Linked DNA regions of Zea mays: regions 2 and 3 are each linked to region 1. The links are chromatin contacts, called in public Hi-C maps. All regions are on one chromosome and are shown on one strand. The core of a region is the stretch at or near the end of the contact, and the rest is flanking DNA. Distances in the headings are between cores, read along the strand shown.

Region 1 (3,874 bases), core at 813-3,312:
CCCTTTCTTTTCTTATTGGATTATTGTTAATCATACTCTCATCTATATACAAGTTCTATAGCTGCCAAGGGAGCGGAATAGTCATTGGTTGGAGATTACATCATACATTCCTTTAGCAAAGTAGCAAAACAAGCGTTTTTGCTCGACAAAGCTATATTGGAGCCAAAAAAAAAGAGAGGAAAATTTAGTGACTAGATTGGTCTATTTCAACCGATGTTGATATTAATTTAAAGTATTTGTCAGAACTTAGTTTCCTGCTGTTCCCTTCGTATTATCGAATATAATCATCCCATTTTTTATTGATCCTTAGATTTTCTGAGCTCATTTTTCTGAATGAGTTGCTTTTGTGTAGGAGACAGAAAGCCATACAAGCAATGGCAGAGGCCGTGGGAGAGGTCGTGGGAGAGGTCGCCGTAGTGTACGTGGACCTTGGCGGGAGGTGGTCACAAGTCCTGAACAATTCAAGGAGGAGAATCAATCTAGCAAGGTAGCCAGCCTAAAGGTGGAGGTAGCAGATGAGGTCTCGAATGTAACTGAAGCAAAACAGGACACTACACCAATGAGCAATGCCAGGCCTTCCTTAAGGAACATTGACTTGAATTTAGATCCAACCGATGAAGAGGATGAGGTTACAGTGCCACCCGAACCCCAGCTGTCAGCTCCAGCAACTAGTTGCGCTGCAGCCACTGCAGCACCTGGACCATCTGTTCCACGGTTAAGGGAAGGAGCAAAACTCAAGGACTTCTTTGGTGCTTGGGAACTGGCTGACATGAACAAGATGGAGATGGACCCTGTCCAGTTTGCTCTGTCAACAAACCATAGATTGGAGGAGGACGAGGATTATGACAATGAAGACTAGCTCCGCCGTTATATAGCTTCAGAGTTGATGAGTAGGAATAGCAGGACAACTGTAGGTTCAGCTTAACTCTGTAGCAGTTCTCATGTATCATATAGCCGCCAAAGCTGCCGATGTAGCTTATAATGTCCCAGAGGTTAAGGTCGTTTGACTAGTTGACTGTAATGTTCTCAAGTTAGGTTCTATTAGCAGCTATTGCTTTCGCAGATAGTACCGTTTGTACATTCCAGTTGCTCTCCAGTTTTATGTTATCTATCCTTCTGCTTTCTTGGATAGCTGAGACCTGTTGGCGGATGTATCATGTATGGCAAGTTGGCAACAAAAAGCAAGAAGGCTTTCAGATTCCTTAGCACATCTCATTCTATTACAGTGGTCAAATATCTCATTAGGGTACAATACATGTGGGTAAGACGCTGGTTTATTCATTATATCATACTTTTCCAGTGGGATGACAGTTAAATTCTTTCATTGTTGTGCTCCAGCCTCCAGCGAAAAGCCTGTGCGCCTTGAAGAAGAAAAAAACACATCATGGCACTGGAAGATGATACCTTTACTACCTCAAATATGGTTATGCAAGCACAAGGTGAACCGGTTCTACAGAACCATGTGAGTGTTGTTCCCGTATGGTATTTCTTGTGCTAGTCCCTCCCTGTAAAAAGATCCTGTACCTCAGGCGACCGCGGCGTCTCCGACGAGCTCGAAGCTCTGCAGCTGCTTGAAGTTCTCCCACGCCTTCTCCCACACCTTGGCCTCGTACAGCTTCTTTTCGCCGCCGCCGGCCTCCTTCACCTCGACGGTGAAGTGGTGCAGGGTCCCGGCCACGACCTGGTGCCTCACCTTCACCAGCCTCTCGAATTCCAGCATCGCGTTCTGCGCGTGTATTATGCATCCATGTGAGGGCTCCGATCTCAAAACTTAAAAAAAAAATGTGCGGAACGCGTCTTACGGTCTTGCTGTTGTGCTCGGCGACCGCGAAGCGCGCGAGCTCGATGGCCTCGAGGTCGTTCTCGCGGCCCACCGGTGCGTCCCGGACGTCGCCCACCATCCCCACGGGCCGCTCATTGTGTACCTCAGCCATCGATCGCTGCTGTGGTCCGGTGACGGTGAGCGGCGCTGTGCAGGGAGGGGGAAAAAGGAGAGGAGAGGAGAGACGAGACGGATGATGCCGGCCACTATCGCTGGTAGTAGTAGTAGTAGTGCAGGAGCGGGCATATTTTATAGCAAGAGGGAACAAACTAAAGCAATGGCTTGTGGAAGGTGTTTGCGCTGGTCGCCGTTTGCCGGACGATGCGAATACGGTGACGGGGACGGGGGCGGGGGCGAAGGATGCTGCGGTACCAGCGCCGCGTCGTTGACGGCGACTCGACCACGATCTGATGCTTTGCGAGGAAGCAAAGCGGTGCGGCGAAGGAAAGCTGTGGAACCGTCGGTATTGCTATGGCTCCATGGATGGGTCCCACCTCCGGTCCCCTGTGTTGAGAAACCCTAATGAAGGGTTACGTGGGCAAATATCGAATATAGCCCTGAGGGCTATCGCGTCTCTATATATAGAACATGTACCCCTCATATGGAATGAAGATGAGAAAGAGGCCAGAGGTCCAACCATATATCCAGTGTCTCGTGTGTTTCCTCTGTCGTGTTTATGGGAAGGGAGACGGGTCTTCCACAACTTCTCGCGCCTCTACTGCTGACGGGGGGAAGGGAGCGGATCTGGTGATCCGTGGTAACGTAGTTCTCAACACGTTATCAGCACGCTCTACCTCGACGTTGCTGCGGGATTGGATCTGCATCAACTCTCCGTCAATCCGACAGGTCTCCGGCCTAGCCAAACTGTCTTACGCGACAGGCTTCGATTCCTCTACACAATCGAATGGTATGTCCTTCTAAGTAGATTGGATCTGCTTGTTCGTTGGAGAAGAACATGCGACGACAGCTCTGGTCTCGCGCTACATGAATCGTCCTGGCAGTTACGGCCTGCAGCCGAACGTCCGAGCCCACGCGCAGCGTTCGGTAGTCCCTGCGCCTGCATGCCAGCATGAACGACGCGTCGAAAGCCGTGCTCACGTCGGCAGCGACACCCGCGCCGTCAGTCGCGCCCTCATCGAGCTGAACCATGTCGTGCCGAAGGTCGTGCTGCGCTAGTAGCCACGTCCGCGCCGGAGACGCGCCAGAAGTCGCGCCCATGCCGACGTGCCCACACCACAGTTGTACCTCCCACGGCAAGGTCGCACGCCACGCCAGTCGCCGTGCTGCTCTAGGCCCCACTGCGCGCCAGGATGCCCATGCGCCGCGCTAAGAGAAGGGCCGATCCACCGGATCTCCTTTGACCGCGTAGGAGCAAGCGGTTAGCGCGTGGGAAGCGGTCTTGCACAGTTGCACTCTTGCTCCCGAAACCTCTGTAGCGACCGAATGAGAGCCCATTTGTGTTACTTGCGCGAGGAATAAAGTGGAGAGTGCCCAGTCAAAACTCTCAAAGCGGTTGTCTCGTATTGCACTGAGAAAGAATGCAGATTCGCATGCATGCATGCATGCACAGACGGTGATAAGCATAAAAGCTCTCGCACGTCTGCCTCCCATAGTGAAAAAATGGCATGCATGGCGGCCGGCTTCTCTTTCCGTTGAAGGATTGCATGCTCACACCGCGCACTAAGAAAAGAAAAGCATCCATTTATTTGTTTTATTTATTTCTTGTTGTAGATTACATATAGAATAAAGCATGTTTAAAATGGAAAATTGCTTTTTTATATCGATTGTGTTATGCTCATGAAGTTTATTTTTCTGCTTTCATAGTAAATAATTAGCAGAAAATAATTAAATTGCATATGAAGGCTATGTTGCGTGTTTTTAAATCGCTCTAAATTTTTATGGTGCGTTGAGTTTCTGATTCACGCCGAGCGATTAAATATTATAGTGGGTACCCGGACACACTGATCAAAGTTATGTTATCATCGGCTGAGTTATGACATTAGCTGAATATTGACTGCGCTCTGGCAACACGACGCAATATTTGTGCCGTTC
Region 2 (3,874 bases), core at 842-3,341, 440 kb after region 1:
ACTAGGTGGTACACCGAACAAGCGTCATCGGCTTGTTACTCTTGGAGGTTGCCGCCTCTTAGACGGCTCGGGTGATTGTCTCCGTCGAGTTCTCCAAGAAGATTGTGGAGAAGTCGCGGTGTTGATTGTGAGGGGTTCGCGCCTACCTCGCCGGAGCGGCAAAGGTGACATTAGTGGAATCGAGGTATTGAGTGATTTCTTGTCCACTTGGCTCAATGATCAAGCCGTGTCTTGATAGAGGAGCAAGTGAGAGCTTGAAGTCCACCTCAACATAGATTAGGGGTGATCAGAAAATCACCGATACCACGAGATAAAATTCGGTGTCTTTACTTTCTTGCATTACTTATTGCCGTGCAAGTGATTAGTATTTTGCATATTGTTCTTCAAGTATTCAATCACCCTAGTTGATTCTCATAGATTGTTCACTTGTTATCACTAGAGAATTTATACCTCTTGTTATATTGATTAAATTTCCCTAGTGTTTTTTATTTTAGTCAAAACCGTCTATTCACCCCCCCTCTAGCCGGTGTCCTAGATCCTACAGTAATAAAAGTGGTCAAGGGCACAACTTGCCTTCAAAGAGCTCCTGCTCAGCAACTTCTACCTGCTGAACACCGGAATCACCAGACACTGGCTCTTCTACTCGCCACAATACAAACAAGCATAGTACAAAGAGGAAATTACTATCACACCAAACATGTATACAAAATTCATATTAATAATCTACATATTAAAATATGATCATAGGAAAAAGAATTTATGAAGGTTTTATGTATTTGATACATGATTAACTAAGAGATAAATTTTAATACGATTTTCATGTCAAAATAGAGACACTATGTGATGAACAACATTATTACAAAATTATAGAAATTGGAATGGATCAATTTGAAATTAATATGAATTTGCTAGGAATTAAATAAGTTCTAACAATTATTTTTACAATAAAATAAATTGATATTTCCTTTTCCCTTGATTTTCTAGCTCCTGGACTCGGCGCAAGATTTAACCGAAAACTGGGGCCATTGCACAACTATTCATAAGACTCAGAATTCGTCCGCCAGGACTACGGGTTGATACCGCGGAAGTAGAGGGGCTCTTATACAATTCTACCTTGGCGTCATGACCACATGCGATCCCAACCGTCCGATCAAACCCGAACGAACACAATCACGACTAACCTAAATTGAACCGGTACGGGTTAAGGGTCGCAGGATCTAAGATCGACGGATAAGGTTTTATGAAACGCGATCTGCATTCAGCCTTAGGATTCAATATCAACGGTCATGATTCCATTCACCGAAACGGTAACCTGCCGCTAATCCGAGCCGTCGGTACCAATCCAACGCCCCCCGTCATCTCCTACCCTCGGCGCGACCAAACGGTGGCGCGGCGGCGAGCCCACCGAGACAAACGACCTGGCACCCGAGTTGCAAATCCCGGATCCCCGTGACATTGACACCAAGCCCAAGACATCCCGAGCTTATTGGTCTAGTAATTGCCGTGGACAATCCAACACAAACACTTAATCACGGTGAGCAGCGGCCCGTGGTGCACGCCGACGCCGGTGAGACCCCCCATCCCGAAATTAGGGTGCCATACCCCCACTAACCGGCGAACGTTAGAACGTAACAGAGATATAAACAGACATTTTATTTATTTATTGGTCGAATTGACACATGTAGACAAGATTTAGGACCGAAAATGCATTTTACCATTAGAAGAATATTGTCCTCTTGTACTCCGGGTCTGTTTGGTTGGGCTGTGGCTGTGAAAAAAGTTACTGTGGGCTGTGAGCTGTAGAAAAAGCTGCTGTAGGCTGTAAGCTGTTAAAAAGCTAAAAACCGTTTAGTGGAAATCACTAAAAGTCATTAAAAGTTCTTCGATATATGTTTTCACAGTTTCATCCGAAAAGCCACTAAAAGCAGATCCAGGGATGCTTTCAGATTTACACTGCGAGAAAGTCAGGTTTTAGAAAAAGCTGCTTCCTGGATCCAGCCCTTTGGTTGGCTTTTGGCTTTTAGAGAGGCAAAAGCCAAAGCCAAACCAAACACACCCTCCTACGTGTGACGTGCCCCACGCTTTCTCTCCTTCTCCCGTCTGAACACACATTATCAATGAAGCACACCATGCCGACGCTGCGAGCAGCGAACTTTAGGGTATGGTTATTTCCTCAGTTTCAGAAAACTTCATCTTTCTGCTCTGTTTGACAGTTTTGTTTGACAGCTCTGTGATTACTGCTAGGTCTGATAAAATTAGCTAAAAACGTCCAGGTAGCGTAAAAAAAGGAGCTGGATAGATACTGCTATTGATATGCTGGTTTATCTCCACGATAACGTTGAGGTACGCTAATTTAAGATAAACAATATTAACGCGCGTTAGGTGTCCATTTCGAAGACGCTTTCATGATAAGTCTGTCAGCCGGTGCCTGTGGCTCAAACTTTAATTCCCACATCTCAATAGATGAAACGGGTTCAGGTAAGCAACTTGCTGCGCGCCTGACAATTGTCCAAGTTCATTATGATGCGTTCATTCAGTGGCACAGCATGTCTTAAAAGGAAGTCTCAACACTAAACCTGAACGGTTCGCCAAGCAACCTGCAGTTCCCTCCACATTTTCGCATCCGGGCTTGGGACCGGCAAAGGCAGTGTTAAACCGCAAACAAACAAACAAACAGGGAACACAAATAATACAACAAAAAAAAAATCATGTTCTCAGACATTATAAAAATAAACAAAACACGTAACTGGTTTTTGCGCCAAACGAAGTAGCTATTCTTTTAGCATATTTTATGGATGAACATCGAGCACACGTGTAAAATAACAAAGAAGCAGAGCACATGTGTAAAACAACAAAGAAGCAGTAAAATACAAAGCAGCAGAGCACATGTGTAAAACAACAGAGAAGCAACAAAGACGCTACGTAAAAAAACAGGAATTTTTTTATGATCAATAAGTAAACCTAGTACGAGAAGGTATCTGAAGTATCGCGTTTAAATACTCAGGAATGAACAGTGAATGTGTTCCAATTGTAAAACATCGAAACCTTCCACAGTTAATCTCGTCCAACAAAATTAGTGAGTCCACCTATTTGGCCAAGGGAGAAGATGCCCAAGTGCCACAAGAACCAGCTCCAATAAAAATCATTCTATGGTCGGACTCAAACCAAAACTAGAGTCCATCCAATTTGGCCAAGGAAGAAGATGCTCATCAATTGCCAAAGACCAGCTCCAATAAAAATCATGGAACGATCGGACTCCACAAAAACATCTTCGCCAATAAAACTAGGAGTCCTCCATCTAGATTGGCCTAGGCTCAAGATGCTCAATTGCCACAAGACCAGCTCCAATAAAAATCATGGAATGACCGGACTCAAACCAAAACATGCCACAGACTCCATCTCATTTGGCCTAGGTAGAAGATGCTCCATTGCCACAACAACCAGCTCCAATAAAATTATTGTTCAAGATCCTAGTGCACCATATAACAAGATGAATATATGAATATACTAATCTGGAGATAATACAGAGTTACATAAATAGAAGCAACCGATCCTAGCTTGCATTCAAGTTGAACAAACACCAACCTGTATTGCATATCAACATGAATATGAACTGCACTACATGAATATGAACCAGGATGGCTAAACTTCAACCCATCCATGTATATGCAACTACTGCTAGTCCACAAAGGATTTACTTTTGTGTAAATCCAGTTTCATCTCAAGGACTCCACAGTTGCATCCCCAAGACAGTCACATAGGCTTGTGTATTCAAGGGCAACAATAGTTCAGCCAAACAAGTTTGTGACAGATATACTTTTGGCAGGAACAGAAGAAGCAGAATCTTTCTTGGTTATTGTTCCACAAAGGACAG
Region 3 (3,874 bases), core at 930-3,429, 310 kb after region 1:
GAAGATCGGGACTTGCCTCGTGCTAACCTTTCCTGATCTGGCCTTCCGAGTTGGTTATTCGCTCTCATTGGTTCTTCGTTATGCACACATCTCCCCCGACCTGGTCGGGGCGAGGGAAGGGGTCATCGAGCTACAAATGGGTTATCCAAGTGAGATTCGACTGCTCTTTTACAAGGTCTGGTCTCGGCGAGCGATCCTAATAGGGGGCTTGACCCACTGGGGCATTTCATTAGTCCTTCCTTATTCTATCCCGTATCGGCCCTCCGGTTAGTCTAGCCGACCGTAGGAGGGTCCCGTAGCCACCCCGTTAATCGGGTTTCCGCAGGAGAATGTGAGGTACGACCTTGGTCGTGGGACCGAGTAAATGACCTACGGGTCGGTCATCTAACTTGCAACTCCCTGGGAGCTTGCTCGGCCCACCCCTCTCTCTATGTGGTGAGTTGGAGAAATTTTGGTTTTACCTGGCGCAACAACTGTCGTGGTTTCGGAAACCTGGGGACAATAGATTTGTGTTCGATGGGGGATGCAAGCGCGGACTCACTCTCGAATGGTGGATCACGGGGATTCGAGCGAGGAATTGAGACACTAGGGTTATACTAGTTCAGGCTTTCGCCGTAGTACAGCGTAGTGCTGATCATATTATTGCTTTGAGGCGTGTTACTGCTTGTGTGTGAACAAGGGGAGAGAGACTCCCTTTTATAGTGCACGACAGGCCCCTTTGGATCAGTCTCGGGGCGTGCCTGCATATGGTATGGCTCCTTATGACGGATTATGTACCGCCATACTCTTGGTAGACATTCTGTCTCGTCTGTCCAACTTACGAGTCCGTGTAGCTTGCTATACGTCTACGCGGCCGTACCTGATGGGTCCCGCAGAACGTGCTCACACGAAGGTTAAGGTTCGTGTTCAGTACAACTTCATCCTCTGTCAATGCCCTTGCGTCACCCTCCAGCATGTGCGAGTATGCACTAGACGTGTTGTCCTATCCTTTCTGGTACGTGGGTTGTTACTGTGGAGACTTTGTTGACGTGGTCCTCCTTGGCACTGTACACATGGCCCAAACATAGTTTGGTGATGATGTGTGCTGTCACGACCGTTGTGGGCCAACATCGGCCTGAATTCCTTCCTTGCGGGTCCGTTTGGTGTGATCTTCTTCGTACGCCCGCCTCGCAGGCTTGCTTGGTGGGGACTTGGTCGTTTGCCCCGCCTCACAGCCTTGCTCAACGGGGACTTGGTCGAACGTCTCGCCTCACAATCTTGTTCGACGGAGACTTGGTCATACACCTCGCTTTACAGGCTTCCTCGACAAATGGACTAGAAAGGGTTTTATGGGTCTCACTATAGGTACCCGTTCGTGGGTATCTGACAGATGCCGTCTGGACTAATCCTCTTTCCAAACGCACCGACGAGCGCCCTAATTTAAAGAGCGGTAATGTAGAGTGACCCATTTTGACAAAGTCCTATATAAGAGTTGGAAGATTTTTTTTCTGTAGCTTAAGAGTGCAGTAGATAGATATAAGTCGTTTAGTGGGCCGGAAACCTCACTGTGGCGGTGTGGCCCGCCTTTTGTTCTACATTCCAGTCCCCTCCGGCACACTGTGTTCTTCCGTTCCTCTCGCGTGGTTGTCTGGTGCCGACGACTGGGCCGCCGCCGCCTCCGTCCTACGCTCGGTGCTGAGGCCTTCGGGACTTCCGCCGGCGACGCGCACCCTCCGGGTACGCGTATCCCTTCTCTTCCGTTCCTGCTGTGCGAAACCGAGCACTCAAACCCTAGCTATCTGTATTCGGATCTGATGATCCAGTTACAATTGCAGGACACCTGTGTTACGCCTACAAACTTTTTTCGTTTTCTTTTTGCGAAAAAGATTGAGTTTACGCCCATGACCTTTACTGGATCTGATACTGTCTCGAACTTAATCCGATTCATCCTTCATTGGTTCGGTTAGGTTGAAATCCCTCGAGAACAATGGGGCGCACGGTTCTTTCAGATGAAGAAGGTATAATTTTCCGCTGATTTCTTTCGTGGTAATTTGTGTGCATTTGCTGATGGAAATTGGTGGTTTTGTTTGGAACCCTAGAAGATGAGTTCGAGGCTGACGAGGAGGATCCGCGGCCCTCGCGGAGGAACAGGGACGATATGGACGAGCGCGATGACGACGACGACGACGATGGTCAGATTTTTTCTCACAATTTCTTCATATTGTCTCTGGCTCACTCCGGTTGTGGGCTGGAGCCAATTGTATATTTGGGACTCTAAACATAGTGTTTCGCAATATTGCCATCCAAAATATTTACTTTGCAAAAAAGGGACTACAAATATGTTCTAATTGATTATACTACCATTTACTATATAATCTTCCTTTTATTACTTCTTTCCCTGTATTTTGTACCTAAGGAGACCAAATTATCTTGTGTGCGCGTTCTGTCTCCATGCCGCCATGGACGACCGGCCACCGTCTTGGCCACGGCCACCCTGTACCCCGTCCAGGCCCTCAGGCTCACCCCTGCTGCACTGTCCGTCGGGCTCCCATTCGAGCTCGGCCCTGCGCGCGCTGGCCAAGGCCGCGCCGACCGCCACGTTGGGCGAGATCGCACTAGGTGAGAGCGCGCTGGGCGATGTAATGCTGGACAGGGGCGCCTCGTCCATCATAAGCCCAGCCCAGGGACACGCCGGCCATGGAAGTTGTATCATCGTCCTGGTGTTTCATGAGTATTACGTGAACATTAAGAGTTGTTTGCATCCTGCAAGTTACAAATACCAGCTTCCTGGTTCCTGCGCAAACAAGCTGCAAATTGCAAATACTAGCTTCCTGGTGTTGCAATTGGCTTCCTGTTGGCCAGCTGTTGATCCTGTTGAGCGCGAGAGCGCAGACGAGTAGTAAGTTCAGTTAGTGCCTATAATTACATACGGGTAAAAATGGCTAATCAGGGACAAAATACATGAAATTAGATTAGAAAAGCAAGACAATACTTTAAATGGTAGTATAATCAAGTAGAAGATGTTTGTAGTCCCTTTTTTGCGACGTAAATCTTTTGGATGGCAATATTGCGAAGCGCTATGTTTAGAGTCCCAAATATACAATTATCTCTGTGGGCTGTGTAGTTTTCTCCCCACCAGGGAGCAGTTTTGCTTCCTTATTATTTGAATTATTCAGTTTTGTATGCTTTGCTATTGCAGTATTTTATTGTTTTATTTTCACTTTTTTTTGTTAGTGTCAAATTATGATCTCTCCTTGGGCTTGTGAAGTAACAATTGTAGAAGTATGGTTATATGCAGAGGACGGTCAGGATGAATTTGAGAAGGATGACTTCATAGTGGACGACGAGGAAGAAGAAGTGGAAGGAGAGGAAGAGGAACAGAAGAGTGATGACGAGAGGCGAAGAAAGAAAAAGAAAAAGAAGAGGTACCTCCATTTCTTCCTACTACGGATAAATGTCAATATATTGTGTACGCTATCCTGAAATGTATGAGATATTACACAGGGAATCAGACGACTTCATGCTCGATGAGGATGACTATATGTTGCTCCAGGATAATAACATCACTGGCATCAGTCGCCCAAAGCCTGTATGTTTTTTCAGTCATAGTTTGCTGTCCTGACCCAATTTTCTTGGTCCCGTTTATGAAGAATGCTCCTTTTGTCTTCTTGCAGGGAAACAAGTTTAAGCGCTTGAAAAAGGCTGGAAGGGAATCTGAAATGGATGAGCACTCTGGTTTTTCAGATGGTGATGGAACAGGCAAAAAACGCAGTGGCAAGGAGAGGGTCGAGTACAGTTTATTTGGTGATCATCAAGGTACCCGCACCAGAATTTGACTCCGTTGTGCCCTTTTGAATTATCCCAAGAAGTATCTGAAACTATTTTTTTCTGCCAA

The links. A called contact is a pair of places that touch in the nucleus more often than the background predicts.
Region 2: a contact with region 1 is called in a Hi-C map of ear, with 2.3 times the contacts expected there. The contact joins the enhancer-like site here to the promoter of LOC732752 in region 1. A contact is called at or near these places in 3 of 25 Hi-C or Micro-C datasets (ear, leaf and tassel).
Region 3: a contact with region 1 is called in a Hi-C map of leaf, with 6 times the contacts expected there. The contact joins the promoter of LOC103630544 here to the promoter of LOC732752 in region 1. A contact is called at or near these places in 5 of 25 Hi-C or Micro-C datasets (bundle sheath, leaf, tassel and 1 more).

The regions. Positions count from the first base shown.
Region 1 is chr6:167,123,289-167,127,162 of Zm-B73-REFERENCE-NAM-5.0, forward strand. It overlaps LOC732752 (cystatin 3), which reads right to left and starts at 2,063. Exons shown (of 3, transcript NM_001308500.1): 1 at 1,803-2,063; 2 at 1,525-1,726; 3 at 1,177-1,361. The coding sequence starts at 1,934. The coding sequence ends at 1,526. LOC100284240 (dr1-associated corepressor) reads left to right here. Exons shown (of 6, transcript NM_001157135.1): 6 at 353-1,201. The coding sequence ends at 859.
Region 2 is chr6:167,566,275-167,570,148 of Zm-B73-REFERENCE-NAM-5.0, forward strand. LOC100384100 (a long non-coding RNA gene) reads right to left here. Exons shown (of 1, transcript NR_146418.1): 1 at 1,907-3,874. Among protein-coding and RNA genes, the nearest start is that of LOC100384100, 8.8 kb to the right of the region's middle. Within about 2 kb of position 2,092, at least 16 of the 20 cell types and tissues checked have an H3K27ac peak or open chromatin away from gene starts, as enhancers often do. A contact at or near this core is called in ear, leaf and tassel, where this site is marked.
Region 3 is chr6:167,431,376-167,435,249 of Zm-B73-REFERENCE-NAM-5.0, forward strand. LOC103630544 reads left to right here and starts at 2,180. Exons shown (of 1, transcript XM_008651594.1): 1 at 2,180-3,271. The coding sequence starts at 2,439. The coding sequence ends at 2,879. It overlaps LOC103630545 (transcription elongation factor SPT6 homolog), which reads left to right and starts at 1,372. Exons shown (of 17, transcript XM_020539606.2): 1 at 1,372-1,716; 2 at 1,947-1,997; 3 at 2,079-2,171; 4 at 3,278-3,404; 5 at 3,484-3,568; 6 at 3,654-3,795. The coding sequence starts at 1,967.